Regions from separate parts of the Mus musculus genome. Here regions 1 and 2 are each linked to region 3. A link is a contact called in public promoter capture Hi-C data. All regions are on one chromosome and are shown on one strand. Each heading gives the region's core, a stretch centred on a gene start, on an enhancer-like site or on the middle of the called end of the contact. The rest is flanking DNA. Distances are from core to core; before and after follow the strand shown. Region 1 holds the start of Zfp712 (zinc finger protein 712). Region 2 holds the start of Zfp708 (zinc finger protein 708). Region 3 holds the start of Zfp729b (zinc finger protein 729b).

What was found. Promoter capture Hi-C pulls out the DNA fragments that hold promoters and counts their contacts. Capture Hi-C pulls out chosen DNA fragments and counts their contacts.
Region 1: a promoter capture Hi-C map of adipose tissue shows a contact between it and region 3, with 4 times the contacts expected there. The contact joins the promoter of Zfp712 here to the promoter of Zfp729b in region 3. A contact is called at or near these places in 12 of 39 promoter capture datasets (the 3T3-L1 cell line, 3T3-L1-derived adipocytes, the C10 cell line and 8 more), 3 of 484 Hi-C or Micro-C datasets (cerebral cortex, embryonic stem cells and erythroblasts), 3 of 115 datasets of contacts at active chromatin or transcription factors (bone marrow-derived macrophages, memory CD8 T cells and neural progenitor cells) and 2 of 9 other capture datasets (adipose tissue and liver).
Region 2: a contact with region 3 is called in a promoter capture Hi-C map of macrophages, with 5 read pairs. The contact joins the promoter of Zfp708 here to the promoter of Zfp729b in region 3. A contact is called at or near these places in 5 of 39 promoter capture datasets (cranial neural crest, embryonic stem cells, macrophages and 2 more), 2 of 484 Hi-C or Micro-C datasets (cerebral cortex and embryonic stem cells), 3 of 115 datasets of contacts at active chromatin or transcription factors (bone marrow-derived macrophages, memory CD8 T cells and neural progenitor cells) and 1 of 9 other capture datasets (adipose tissue).

Annotation. Positions count from the first base shown.
Region 1 is chr13:67,059,801-67,064,779 of GRCm38.p6, forward strand. Zfp712 (zinc finger protein 712) reads right to left here and starts at 1,370. Exons shown (of 4, transcript NM_001166218.1): 1 at 1,263-1,370. The coding sequence starts at 1,268.
Region 2 is chr13:67,079,262-67,083,711 of GRCm38.p6, forward strand. Zfp708 (zinc finger protein 708) reads right to left here and starts at 2,284. Exons shown (of 4, transcript NM_001012448.2): 1 at 2,189-2,284. The coding sequence starts at 2,194.
Region 3 is chr13:67,607,153-67,611,999 of GRCm38.p6, forward strand. It overlaps Zfp729b (zinc finger protein 729b), which reads right to left and starts at 2,555. Exons shown (of 4, transcript NM_001163246.2): 1 at 2,421-2,555. The coding sequence starts at 2,426.

The DNA of each region.
Region 1 (4,979 bases), core at 120-2,619, 550 kb before region 3:
TCTTAATATAAATTCTCTGGTTATGAGGCAACTTAAGAAATCCAACAGTTAATAAACAAACAACACTCAAACTCACTATAAATGGAACATGGCATGGTGTCTTGATCAATATTTAGCAAAGCATCCTTCACTGATATTTATAAATTAAAATAAATATATGAGCATCTCCAAATTTCTTTTCTACATCTCATATGTTGTTTATATACCCAGTGAAATTCTGCCATTTCCTAAGCAAATTAGTAATTAGATCCTGTCTTAACCAATAAGTTATGGCTTAATAGTCATCTGAAAGAATAGAGAAGGTTTAAGGGGCAAGTCACAAAGGAAAGAACAAAGTGACAGATGGCCATCTTCCTAGGGCACAGAGGAGTAAAGAGGAGGAGAAGTCAGGAGGAACGGAAGTTAACGTCACTATCAGCTACACAGAACACTTCAGGGCAGCCTGGACTACACAAGAAACTGACTCAAAATCCCAATACAAACACAAAAGGATGGCAATAGGAAGGGGGAAAAGGTAGCTATGGTTACCAGCATAACACACAAATAACGTCAGTCAAAACTTCAACAGGGAAAGGGGAGGGGTTCACAAGGCCCCACCCTTAGCTAAGGATCGGTTGGAATTCATGACCACTGAAAAAGAGATTCGTTTTGTTTGTTTGTTTGTTTGTTTATTTTGCTTGGAGGTGTGGCCAGTGAGCGTCCACGTTCTAGGGGATGTCCTGTGCGCCCTCCCTTCCCCGCCCCATACACACAGGTATGCACACTAGAGCAATACTAAGTGGACTCAGTGGGTTATAAAACAAAAACAAAACCACCAGGACAGGAAATTGGGAGTGGAGCATTTTGGGAGATACCTGGTACTGTTGAAGTAGGGGACAGTAGGGGTGGATTTGATCGGACTGCATTGTATATACATCTATTAAATTCCGGATAACAGAAGCCATCGAGACAGTGTCAGCTAAGGGCATGCTTCCACACCTCAGGCACAAGCTGACAGCAGATGCACCCTGCCAGGCACCCTTCTCCATTCCTAGGCTACCGAGCCAGCTCTCCTGCCCCAGAAGTGCAGGACAGAACAGGGCAACGGCACCTTAAAAGAGAGGCCACTCCCAGCTCCATCCCTCCTCCAGCGTTAACCAGCACCGGAATGGACAAGCCTAGGTCACCACAGTACCTCCCATTCAACTTCTTCCCGCCTCCCTCCAAGGCGGACCCGCCCACCCCGCAACGTCCCTCTGGCTGCGCTACATCCTGGGACCAACCTCCATGCCAGAGATGCTACCAGAGCGCGCACAGGACCCGACACTGGCCCAACTTTGGAGAAGACCGCCAGAGAGGGAGACACACACAGGCGCAGAAGAAACACGGAAGCGCCCTTCCCAGAGTCCCTGTTTGTGACGTCGCCGCGGACGAGACTACATTTCCCACAATTCTCTGCGAGCGAGTTTCACAAAGCCGTGGTAGGTGATTTGAAACGTTCCCAAGTTACTGTCAGGCTGTTTGCCAAAGAGAATGGGTAGAAACAAGCCACTTCTGAAGGTGGATAGCCACGGGGAGTCAGGGTACCGCGTTTAAATTTTCAAAATGAGTATGGGTTGAACCTTTGACAGCATTGTTTATTATGTGTACTGGATACTTTGGGTCCATATATTGTGATTTTAAAACTCAACCTGCTTCCTACAAAATGTTTCGTTTTTGTTTTTGTTTTGCTTTGCTTTGGTTTGGTTTGTTTTTCCAGACAGGGTTTCTCTGTATAGCTCTGGCTGTCCTGGAACTCACTCTACAAACCAGGCTGGCCTCTAACTCAGAAATCCTCCTGCCTCTGCCTCCCAAGTGCTGGGATTAAAGGTGTGCGCCACCACTGCCCAGCTGTGTTTGTTTGTTTGTTTTTGTTTTGTTTTTAAAAAAGATTTATTATTATATGTAAGTACACTGTAGCTGTCCTCAAACACACCAGAAGAGGGAGTCAGGTCTCATTATGGATGGTTGTAAGCCACCATGTGGTTGCTGGTATTTGAACTCAGGACCCTCGGAAGAGCAGCTAGTGCTCTTAACCTCTGAGCTATCTCACCCACCCCAAAATGTTTCACATCACAAGGCAAACATGGATTAAAAAAATGAGCTAATATTTTGAGAAGACAATTCTTAAAATGAGAAATGAAAACAGACAATGAACATGTGAAAAAGTGTTGGTCCAAATAACTGGAACTTCAAACTAAAGATGATTGTATAGAAGCAAGTGTGGTTTTACATGTTGAAAATCCCAGATGTTGGTTACTGGAGATAGGAATAGGAGTCCGAGGTCACCTATAGACATATAGAAAGTTTGAAACATGTTTGGTATACATGACTCCCCACTCAAAAACAAAACAGATTCAGAAAATGAGATCACAGAATGTATATGCTTTGAGTAAACTTGCATACTAAAGTGTTACATGTACCTTTTGCTACCCCACCTAAGCTCTGGGAACAGGCAGTGCTATCAGCCCCTCACCTAGAGAATACTGGATCTTTGGATAAAAAACACAGACACACAAAGCAGTTAATCTTAAAATGTCTTTGCTAACTCAATGACAGGGCATTGCTAAATCTCAAACTCAAACTGTTCTAGAATTCAATTGTGGGGCAATGGGCTATGCACAGAGACAGCCTGGTCTCCAGTCGAACTTAGTTAGGTCTTGAACCCCGGTGGGACCCGGTGGGTGGTAATTTTCACCTACATGGGACAGAAGGCATTCGATCATGTCTCCTGGACCCCTAGCTCCTGTCGAAGTTACCGCCCCCAACAGTCCCCAAAGGAGAGGCTTGTGGCTATCAGTGACATAGACAATGTCCCAAGCTGCTGGCATTCTGGCTAGACTCCGCCCCACAGTTACCTAGCAACAGAAAGATAGCCAGCCCACTATAAGAGGGGCTGCTTGGCTCCACCTCACTCTCTTAAGCTTTCACCTTTCTTACTCCCTAGCTCTCTTTCTCTCTTTCCCTTCCTGCTCTCTCCACATAGCCATGGCCAGACTCTCTCTCTCTTTCTACCTTCTCTCCTTTCTCCCTGCCTTTCTACAATAAAGCTCTAAATCCATAGACTATCTCTGACCATAAAGGCCTGCCCTGCTTGAATGATGAGATAGGCTTTCTCCTAATGAGCCACATCCAACCTCCCACCAGAAGGCCTTCCAAGCCATGGACCTGACCAAGGATTCTCGCCTGCGTGGGAACCATCCAGTCCCCTTTCCCCCCGCCCTTTCTTCGCTTCATCCCCTGGGCCTAGTGCTGCCCTGGGGCCCCTATTCTGTTCTCAGCTCCTCCATCGTATCCAGCGTACGATGCCAGAGACTGAGAACCTGGTACCTAGAGCTGCCCCTTTCCACCACCCGCCATGTGGGGTCAGTGGCTTTACACAACCAGATGCCCACCTGGGGCCGCATGGAAATCATCCAGCAGTCCTCCCGCATCTGACCACCCAGAGCACCAAAAAACTGGTAGGACACGGGTTTTCTTCTACTCCCCTCTTTCCCACACACCCACAGCCCCACATTCAATGATGACATTTTTTTTGTAAAAAATAAATAAATAAAACTAAAACTAAGTTGATAGCAGTGTCAAACAAAACAACATAACAAAAATGACTGAAATAATGCAGGTCAAAATTCAGCAATACCTACAGAAAAAGGAGCCATACTAATATCTAGTATGTATGGAAAGCACTTAATATCAGTCAAGGAGATTGATCGCTATAATAATTTACAATCCATAACACAGCAGCCTGAAGGATCCTAAATGTTCTTACCATGAAAATCACAAATGTTTGAGGAACTAGATTTGCTCATTGTATTGATTATATAACTGACAACTATATTGAATGCACATCCTCCAGCATATGCATATACAGTGACTTTGGGTCAACTAGGAACAAGCACTTAAAATGAAGAATAATATGAATATCTAAATAAAACTACTGTTGTATGGGGGAAATTCAAAGTTCGAATCAGCAATTTAAATTTCTGATAAGAAACTGAGTGGGGAGAAAGGAGAAAATGAGAGCCACAGCTGATTCTGAAGGAGAGTGGCAGTGTCGCACATATACCTGGAGATCAAAGGGAACAGCCAAAGAATGTGAAGATGGGTAGGAAGGGGAAGGTTCTCTTCATAAGCTCCGTGCTTTCTCTGGAATGACAGCACCGTTGTCTTCATACTGCACGCAGAGCTCATACTATTTCTTCATCTCCTACCTTTCACAAAAAAGCAAGAACCTCAGTCTGAGATTTTCTACTTGCTATGAAATATTATTTTGTTTCTGTTGTTTCTAATAGTAATGTATATGAAGATTTCCAAGTGTTCACCTCTACAAAGTATCTCATAAGCATCTAATATTATGATGTATTTTGCCAAATGAAAAGGATTTTTTTTAATAAGACATAATAGTAAATGAATATGTATCTTAGTATGTTCACTCTGGTACCAAAATTTAAAAGCAATTCTGATAACCATTAAATAATATTAAACACTATTAAAAGTACATAGTTGGTAAAATAAATCTTTTTAAAATTTTTTTTTTCTTTCTTGCCTTGGCCTTGCTCATATCGGCCCCAAGATTGATTGATTGATTGATTATGTGTAAGTATACTGTAGCTCTCTTCAGACATCCCAGAAGAGGGCATCATATCCCATTACAGATGGTTGTGAGCCACCACATGGTAGCTGGGATTTGAACTCAGAACTTATGGAAGAGTAGTCAGTGCTCTTAACCACTGAGCCATTTCTCCAGCCCCGGTAAAATAAATCTTATTTAATGTACTCTTATAAACAATGTATTATGTAATATGTGACTAATAGTAGCTTTAGAATTAGCATTAAGAGATTGAAAAAGCAATCATTTATCAAAGAAACGAGCTTTATGAAGGATAAGATGTGTATGTGTGAGTTTCAAGATGTGTTTGGCTGATGAGGAGATGTTAACTATTTCAAATTTAACTTCTACT
Region 2 (4,450 bases), core at 1,034-3,533, 530 kb before region 3:
TGATATTTGACAGAGGCAAGAAAAAATACACACACACACACACACACACACACACACACACACACACAGGAAAAAAGATAACACCTTCAATAAATGATGCTTGGAAAACTGGATGACCGCATGCAGAAGAATGAAACTAGACCTGTATCTATTGCACTGCACAAACTGATCCAAGTGGGTCAAAACCCTCAATTTGAAACCTGAAACACTAAACTGCTAGGAGAAAATATAAGCAGTATTCTACAAAATATAGGTGCAGGAAAGGACTTTTCTTTAAAAGGACACCATTTGCGCAGGAATTAAGGCCAACAACTGACAGGTGGGATTCCATAAAACTAAAAACTTCCGGACAGCTAAAGAAACAACCAACTATGAAGAAGCCTACACGATAGGAGAGAACCTTTGTTATCTACACATCTGTCCAGAGATTAATATCCAAAATATAGTAAGAACTGAAAATACAAACGTTCAAGGAAATAAATGATACAATTAAAAAATGAGCTAGGGATTTAAACAGAGTTCTAAAGAGAAGAAACAAAAAATGGCTAAAAAATAAACATCAAAAAGTGTTCATCGTCCTTAACCATCAAGGAAATCAAAACAACTTTGAGATTTCTTCTTACTACAGTCAGAAAGGCTAAGATCAACAAAACAACTGACAAAAAAAATCCTGGGAAGGAGTGGAAAAAAATGAACCTCCCAGTCACTGTTGCTAAGACTGCAACTTGGTACAGCAACTCTGGCAATCAGTATGGAGAACCCACAAAAAGCTAAAAGAATAAGTCAACATAAGACTCAGCATATGCCCAAAGGACTGTATTTCCTGCTTCCACCTCCCAAATGCAGATGTAACAGGAAACAGCACAGCATACACTGATGTTTTATTTTCAATCATAGATCTGTTTAAGAAATATATTAAGTAAAAGTGTAGATAGACAGACAGATAGATAGATAGATATCAAACATCTATGTGTTGTGACCTATAATATAATTGTGCTTATTGCTGTATCACCTCTACATTGTAGGAAACGAGATTTAAGGTACAAGAAAATGTACTTTTCACACCTTAAACAGTGTAAAACGGCACATTCTTAGTTTCCTGCAGATTAGTGACATTAATTAGAAAATGTCCATATTTTAATGATTGTTAGATGATACATAGAAAGTATTGGTATTGATGTAGTTTAAAGCCCATGCTTCTCAGGTATAGATTTTAATGCTGTAAGTCAGTCTCCAGCACACAAATCAATTTGACTGAAGTGTGGCAAAAACAGTACAAATGTCAGGATGAGCAGCGGCTGTATACAAAGGGCAGGGTGAGCATTGGCTGTATACAATCACAGGACCCTGAGTGAGCCACAGCTCTTCAACTTCACTCTCAATCTTTCCACACAACACCAAATTTCTGACATCGCAGTCTCCGGTGCAATTGTATGTGGTAATAATCTCTAGTATTTTCCACTCTGCAGTGTTGTAGGATCAGTGATAGCTGGGACAAAGTTCAGAGTGCCCCCTCGATGAGATTTTTTTTTTTTTCCTCATACAGGTGTGTGAATGTGAGGGTTCTGTCACAGTGGGTAAAGGAGTGATTCCTATCCAAAGTGAGCCGCCCTGAAAACTAACAATTTATCACAAAGAAAACGGGACGAACATCCCATACACCAAACTCCCCCGCAGAACTCACTGTCCTGGAAACTATGAGCCACACGAACTCAAAATCAGAGTCCTGGGCCTCTCATTGAATACGGGAGGGCCCAGAAAAACCCACTTGCTCTAGATTTCCTGAGGGATCTGACAACAGCAATGTGAAAACTAGTTAACAGCAAGCTTCCCCAGCCAAGGTGGGGTATGAGCTCTCATCACAGCCTGCCTCTGGCACGGTCAGCCAAGCCACCCTGCTCTACCAACCCTAGACTTTCCAGTCTCCATTCTCGCAGTAGCAGGCCACCTCTCAGGTCCCTGAAACACATGATTGACTCTGTCAGCCGCTCTGTCCTAACAGAGCAATCACTCCTTGCACCGTGCGTGCGCCCCACCCCTGCACTCTGGCCAAGCCTAGGTCCGCACTGCAGGACCACGTGGGCTTCTCTCCGCCTCCCGCCCAGCCCTCCCCGGCTCCCTGCACCCCGGGCCCGCCCACCCGTATAGTTCATGAGGCCTGCAAGGCTAGGCTGCAGCCGGGACCAACCTCCATGTCGAGCGCGGAGCGCAAGCCACACTGTTCCAACTTTGAGAAAGCCGCAGAGTTTGGAGAAACACAAAAGCAAAATGAACCGGAAGCACAGAGGAGTAGAGTCCGGTCTAGCGGAGTCATGCTAAGAGAGACTACATTTCCCAGAAGTCTACGCGAAGGACTGCCCTGAACCAAAGTCAGGGAGAACTATTTATAGCCTGTCACTGGATTAGGCTGCTTTTTAAGTCTCAAATTTACAAAGGTCTTGTGGGAATATAAATCCAGCCTTTGACGGCAACTTGTATTAGGTTTACTTCTTACTCTGATCAAAGACGTTACCTAAAAAGCTCTGGGGTTCCTAGAGTCTTTTGGCAGGAGGAAAACTCATTGACTCAATTATACTAGATTTAAAATAAAAACCATCAGCAGCTCCTGCCTCCGGGTTCCTGCCCTCTTTGAATTCCAGCCTTGGCTTCTTCCAATGGACAGCAATCCAGGTTATGTAAACCAAATAAACTCTTTTCTCCTGTGATTTCTATTCTTGGTACTTGACTACATCTAGAATTAGATGGAATCCAGAAGAAATACAAGGGACACCTTTGAGGGATTTTTGTTTGTTTGAAGTGGGTGGATCCACTTCTAGTCATGACTTGTGAGGTAGATGTTGTGGGTTGCCCTGGTGCTGTTTGTATTCTGATGTTAATTCAGCTTCCTCAAGAGGGGTTGCCCCTGAGAGGAGTGGATCACATACTCAGGTGATTTCCTGTGAACCTTCTCCCCATTCTAACTGGTCAAATAAAGACTAGAGCCTGTGATTGGGCAGTGGAAGGGAAAGGTGGGGCTAGAGGTTTTAGGAAGTGAGGGAAGAGTAGGGAGCGAGGGAGGAAGAAGACTGAGGAAGAGAAGATAAGAGGAAGATGGAGCAGAACCACAAGGCCCTGAGAGGCAGCAAATAATGTGGGATCTCACAGCTGGGGAATAGAGTAGTGTAGTGATAAATCTGCTCAGTCTAAGCGTGCAGCTTGTAAATAATGTAACTGAGTTGTGTGGTTTTTGCATAGACTTATTGGGGTATCAGGGTTGGGGAATTACTGCAACAGGTGGAAATACATGCCTTTAATTCCAATCCTGAGGTGGGAAGATAACAATTTTAATCTGGACCACACCTTCTGCTGGAAGTCTATATAACAGCAATTTTCTCTTTTTTCTCTTCCTTCCTTCCTTTTTTTTTTTTTTTTTTTTTTCTTTTCCGAGACTGGGTTTCTCTGTGTAGCCCTGGCTGTCCTGGAACTCATTTTGTAGACCAGGCTGGCTTCTAACTCAGAAATCTGCCTGCCTCTGCCTCCCGAGTGTTGGGATTAAAGTCATGTGCCACCGCGCCCTGCTATAAAGCAATTTTCAACATGCAAGTTATGACCCCTTGAGGGTCAAACAACCCTTTTCAGGGGTTGCTTAAGATCATCTGCATATCACATAGTTACATTACAATTCATAACAGCAAAATTAGTGATAAAATATCAAAAAATAATTTTATGGTTGGGGAGTCACAACATGAGGAACTGTATTAAGGGCTCACAGCATTAGGAAGATTGAGAACCACTGCTACATAGATACGGAAGATGGAAGCTTTTGCTCTTTGTCTGCTTGCTGTTACCTAGCAAGTCCGTTCCCTCATGGGCATTATAGCTACATCTTTGGGATTCCAGCATATACCGAGCACCAGCTTGTGGACTGAGCAAACTACTGGAGTCTTAGACTTTCTATGCTCTGCTCTGCCAGCCAACATCAGATTAGCTGGACAACAGTCTGTAAGTCATTTGAATAAATCCCCCCATACACACACACACATACATACATACATACATACATACATACATACATACATACATACATACATACATTTTATAAGTTGTTACTCTAGAGAGCCCTAATACACTCCCCCAACTCGCTTTTGGTCATGATCTTTCCTCATAGAAATAGTAATCCTAACTAAGACAGAAGTTGGTACCAGGATTGTGGGGCACTGACCAGATAGACCTGACCTTATTTCAGGGAGGATAGTGGAAGGATTTTGGAACTTTGGGCTAGAAAAGCTCTTGAGTGTTCTATGGGATCCTTCAAGATAAGAATCTTCAGAGAAATACAGAGGACAAGGGTTGTCAGGTGAAGATCCAGACAACCAGAGGGAAGTGTGAGAATCTCTCAAAGACTCTGGGGGGGGGGGGTGGGTTTGAATATTTTGAGTTAAGCATCTGTGGTTCTTAGCTGGAGCTGAAG
Region 3 (4,847 bases), core at 1,305-3,804:
AAAACACAGAAATGAATGACACAATAGGCTTTAGCTCACTTTTCTATCATGGGGCTGATTAATACAAAATATATGACTATTTGGTGTCTGTAAGTTTATATATGAGCACCCTGCTGTACCCTCTCTATGTTGTAAGGAATGTGTTTTGGTGTACAAGGTAGCATGTGATTCCTGACTTCATATACTGTTATATTTTTCCTACAGATTAGCATCATTAACTAGGAAATGTTTATTTATTCTAGATATGGTTGCAAACTCATTGAAAATTCCAGTAGCTAGGACAAGGTGGTCTGAAGCCCATGCTTCCTGACAGTAGACTTGAATGCTGTAAGTCAGGCTCCAGCTCTGGCTCACAAACACTTGGTTTGACTGAAGAGTGATAATATAAGCAAGATCCCCTGAGATAGGGGAGGGGCTGTGGAGGAGAAATCCTGAACCCCACCCCCCCACACACAAATACCTGTGTGTATTCTGTGAATGCAAAACTCTTGTAAGGAGTCTGTGGGTGCAGAGTCTGATGGCCCACGTGGAAGTTCACCGAGGGGCAGAGCCTAGAATTCTGCAGGTTCAGGGTTAGCTGTCTTACCTTGGGCTGGTTTTACCTTCATGGATAGTCAATCCTTGCCTCACTTTGTAGTGGGCCATACAGCTTGTGACAATAGATAAAAACCTCCCAGAATCCACTGACTAGGCAGAACATGAGCTTCTATCAACCCAAAAGCTAAAATCTCATCAGATGGTATCTTAGACATTGAAAATATCTCCAATGTCTCATAGTGCATGACTCCATCAGACTCACACCAATGAATTTTAAATTTTCCTTGGTCAATGACATTATTTGTTCTGTACAACCATGAAACTGATTCCATGTTGGAGTATGGAATTTGGTTTAAACTAAATATATGTTCTCAGATCATGGCTACTCAAATAACTCTGGAATAAACTATTCTCTTAACCCTTTAAGAGGAGAACTGTGCATTTTTGCATGAACATAAACCTACTATGTGTAAACCATAATACCCCAAGTATTTCCTTCCTTCCTTCCTTCCTTCCTTCCTTCCTTCCTTCCTTCCTTCCTTCCTTCCTTCCTTCCTTTCTTTCTTTCTTTCTTTCTTTCTTTCTTTCTTTCTTTCTTTCTTTCTTTCTTTCTTTCTTTCTTTCTTTCTTTCTTTCTTTCTTTCTTTCTTTCTTTCTTTCTTTCTTTCTTTCAGCATTCTTTTGCTGACATACCAGAAGAGAACATCATATCCAAATATATATGGTTAGGAGCCAACAAGTGCTTGCTGGGAATTAAACTCAGGACCTTTGGAAGAACAGGCAGTGCTCTTAACCACTGAGCCATCTCTCCAGCCATATCTTACAGCTTTTCAGATACAGTTGAAAAAATTGGAGAATTCTTTCTAAAACTATTAAGAAGGGTGTGTCACTAAACCTGAATGTCACATTGAGGGACAAAGGAAAATTTAAAAGAGTTCAGACACTGCTGATAACGTGAACACAAAGATGAAAAGCACGTGAAGAGACAGCAATGTACAGACTCTGGCAGATTAGAGAAATGTACAGATCCTAGTAGATTAGAGAGCAATGCACAGAGCCTGGCAGATTAGAAAGCAATGCACAGAGTCTGGCAGATTAGAAAGCAATGCACAGAGCCTGACAGATGAGCAGAGCCATTTCCCCCTTCCCTTTCAGACTTTCCACCCCACCCTGAGGTCTCTCATCACACCAAGTCGTCTCTCACATCTGAAAAGGAGCCCAAATTTTGGACACAACACATACTCAGAACTGTTGAGGTATTATTGTCTAGTTATTAATCTTTAGTGTAAAATCCTATTTATTTGGATTTTGCAAACAGTGCTTCATACCAACTACAAGATTATTTTGTGATTTTATAGCCATGTATTGTCGCATTCAGGTCACAAAGGTGTCTATCAGAAAATCTTATTTGAATCAGGGCATCCATGAGTCGAACAATTCGTTCCAAAGGAACTAACATCCCACACGACAGTTTGCCCTCCCTCACAGGATTCTTGCTCCTTGGACACTAGGAACTTTAGGAAGCTGCTTGAGCTCAAACCAGAAGTAGACTCTAGGACATAACATACAGAGGGCGCTACATGTCCAAGTGCTCTGTATGTCCTGAGAATCTGACTACAGTCACGTGAGAAGGGGTCAGCTAGGTAATGATGAGTGCGCTCTTGTCAGCATCTCAGGAACAGGCAGTCAGCAGACCCAGCCTGCCCTTGCCATCCTGTTGTTTTCAGTCTTCTCCCCTTCAAACCTGTGCCCAGGCGCAGCGGCCCAGCCTAGGTCAGCAGCTTCCTGCCTCACAACAAGCCCGAGCCAGCTCCCTCCGTGCCCTACCTGCCACCCTGCACAGCCCCTCAGACCTGAAAGATGGCGCTGCTCCCTGCACTAACCTCCATGTCAGAAATCCAGATGCAGCGCTGAGGAGGACAACTGCACACATTTGAGGAGTGAAGTTTGAAGAATAAGGAAGTTCGATTCCGGCGGCCCTTTCTGATGATGTCACAGGACCCGGGACTACATTTCCCACAAGTCAGTTGGAAGGATTTACAGGGAACCCCCCCCCCCCCCCAAGAGGTCTTGTGCATTGCCTGCCTTGCAGTCCAGCTGTGGGCAGCTGAAGTTGGAAAGAACCAGGCTGCCGCACGTGGCAGCAACAGGGAAAGTGGGCGTTTAAAAAAGTCTTTGTTTGCCGGGCAGTGGTGGCGCACGCCTTTAATCCCAGCACTCGGGAGGCAGAGGCAGGAGGATTTCTGAGTTCGAGGCCAGCCTGGTCTACAAAGTGAGTTCCAGGACAGCCAGAGCTACACAGAAAAACCCTGTCTCAAAAAAAAAAAAAAAAAAAAAAACCAAAAAAAAAAAAAAAAAAAGTCTTTGGTCACAGCACGCGATGTTAGCCTGTGAGCTGAGCTTTTCATAGTAATGTTTATCGCATTTCCTTGTTATCTCTGTTAAAACATTGTGATTTTAAAGCTTCGATTTTTTGTTTTGTTTTGTTTTTTTAAAGTACAGAACTACTTATGGAATGTTACTACCGAGTGGAAAATTCATGCTTTCATGGTTTACTTAAAATATGAAAGCAGGAAGTTAATATAAGAGTGGGCATTATCTCTTTAAGACGCTATGGAAACCATCCCAGGTGCTTAAGACAGAATTAGAAATCAAACTGAGTCACCACCAAGTGTTTTCTGAGCACTTGCTTTCCTCCTCTGAATCTCTCCCAAGAGGAGGGGCAGAGCTCCTTGGATCACAATGGTGAGTGTACTGGCTCTTCAATTTCCCTCTGTGTTTGGTTTGATGTTCCTTATTGATTTTCCTGTCTCCACTGATCCTGTCATCATTCACATTTGATAATACTTGAACATTACTGGTAGCTGCCTTGCACTTCCCTCACTTCTCCTAAGCAGAACACTGAGATAGTTTCCCGTGGAATACAAAGGTATCAGAAATATGCTCATATCACTGTAAAATGAGGTGATGTATTAAAGAAGTTAGACTGGAAACTTGGAGTATTGAGAATTCCCATCTTTTCGTAAGAAGGTTTATTCCTGTGTAGTTCATGCTTGAGTTAAAGCTACAAATGGCATTACAGAAAAGACTTCATACTTCCCTGAGGCATAATAATTTAAAAGCAAGCTGTTTCAGAGCAGAGACTGTGCAAAATCCCTATCCAAATATTCTTCTCTAGGGAGTGTGTTTGCCTAGGGATCAGAACAGATTCCTTAATTTAGAAAAACTAGAGTCAACAAACAGTACATTCACCTGGACATTTGATTGGCATGTCTGTTTAGAATGAGGTCATGAGTGGTCTGTCATCCCCCTGATGGCTGTAGTGAAGGGCATTACCAACAACCAGAAGGACTTAACATTTCTGAGCATAGTTAGTTTTCCAATATGTGTATGTGTTGAGGTTTGGTATGTTGCTATGTATTGTAATACTAAATTCTATATCTGAAGGTCTAAGCTTACCATGGACCTCTCACATTTAAAAGGTTCTGTTGTGCAAATCTTGTTCCTTGATTGAAAACTATTAGTTAAATCAATTTGGCTACAGCTTATTCCTAGAGGGATTAGAGGTAGGTGGCTTTTGACTTACCTGGTACAGGGTGAAGAGAGAGAAGGAAAAGGTGGAAGAATAGAGGAGGAGGACGAGTTGTGATTGGGGGTGGGGTGTAAAATGCTGGGAGAAACATTAAGTACCTGAAGTACACCACTGGGAAGGAAGCAAAGAAAGCAGAAGAGTAAATTAGAGGTTGAACCCCAGTAGTTGTCAAAGCCAGATGAAATAACCTCAAGTCTGAGCCTCGTTTACTTGTAAGCTAGTCAGGGATAAGCCTTTATGAAAGAAAACATTTAATTGGAACTGGCTTACATTTTCAGAGAGTTAGTTCAATATCATCATGGTAGAAAGCACGGTAAGCTATGATGCTGGCAGAAATGAGAGTTCTATATTTTTATCTGCAGGCAGCAGAAGGGGTCTGTCTTCTGCATACAGCAAGGAAGAGGCTCTGGTCAACAAAGCTTATTTTTATAATTAACTAAATTAGTATCTAACACAATTACAGATTTGATTGAATGACTAATTTGCATTTCATAATTATCCTAAACAGTTTGAAACAGTATCTTTCAAGGCCTGGAACTTTAGGTTACACTTTTAAGTGAACAGCTTATGTCTGATACAGAAAACATGGTTGAAACATAATATAATGTATTGTAATGTAAATAACTTTAAATTTGTATGAATATATTAATTCTATACCAATGTAATTTATTTGGCCTGTTGATGCTCTCTAGTGTAAACAGATTAAACAATCTACTCT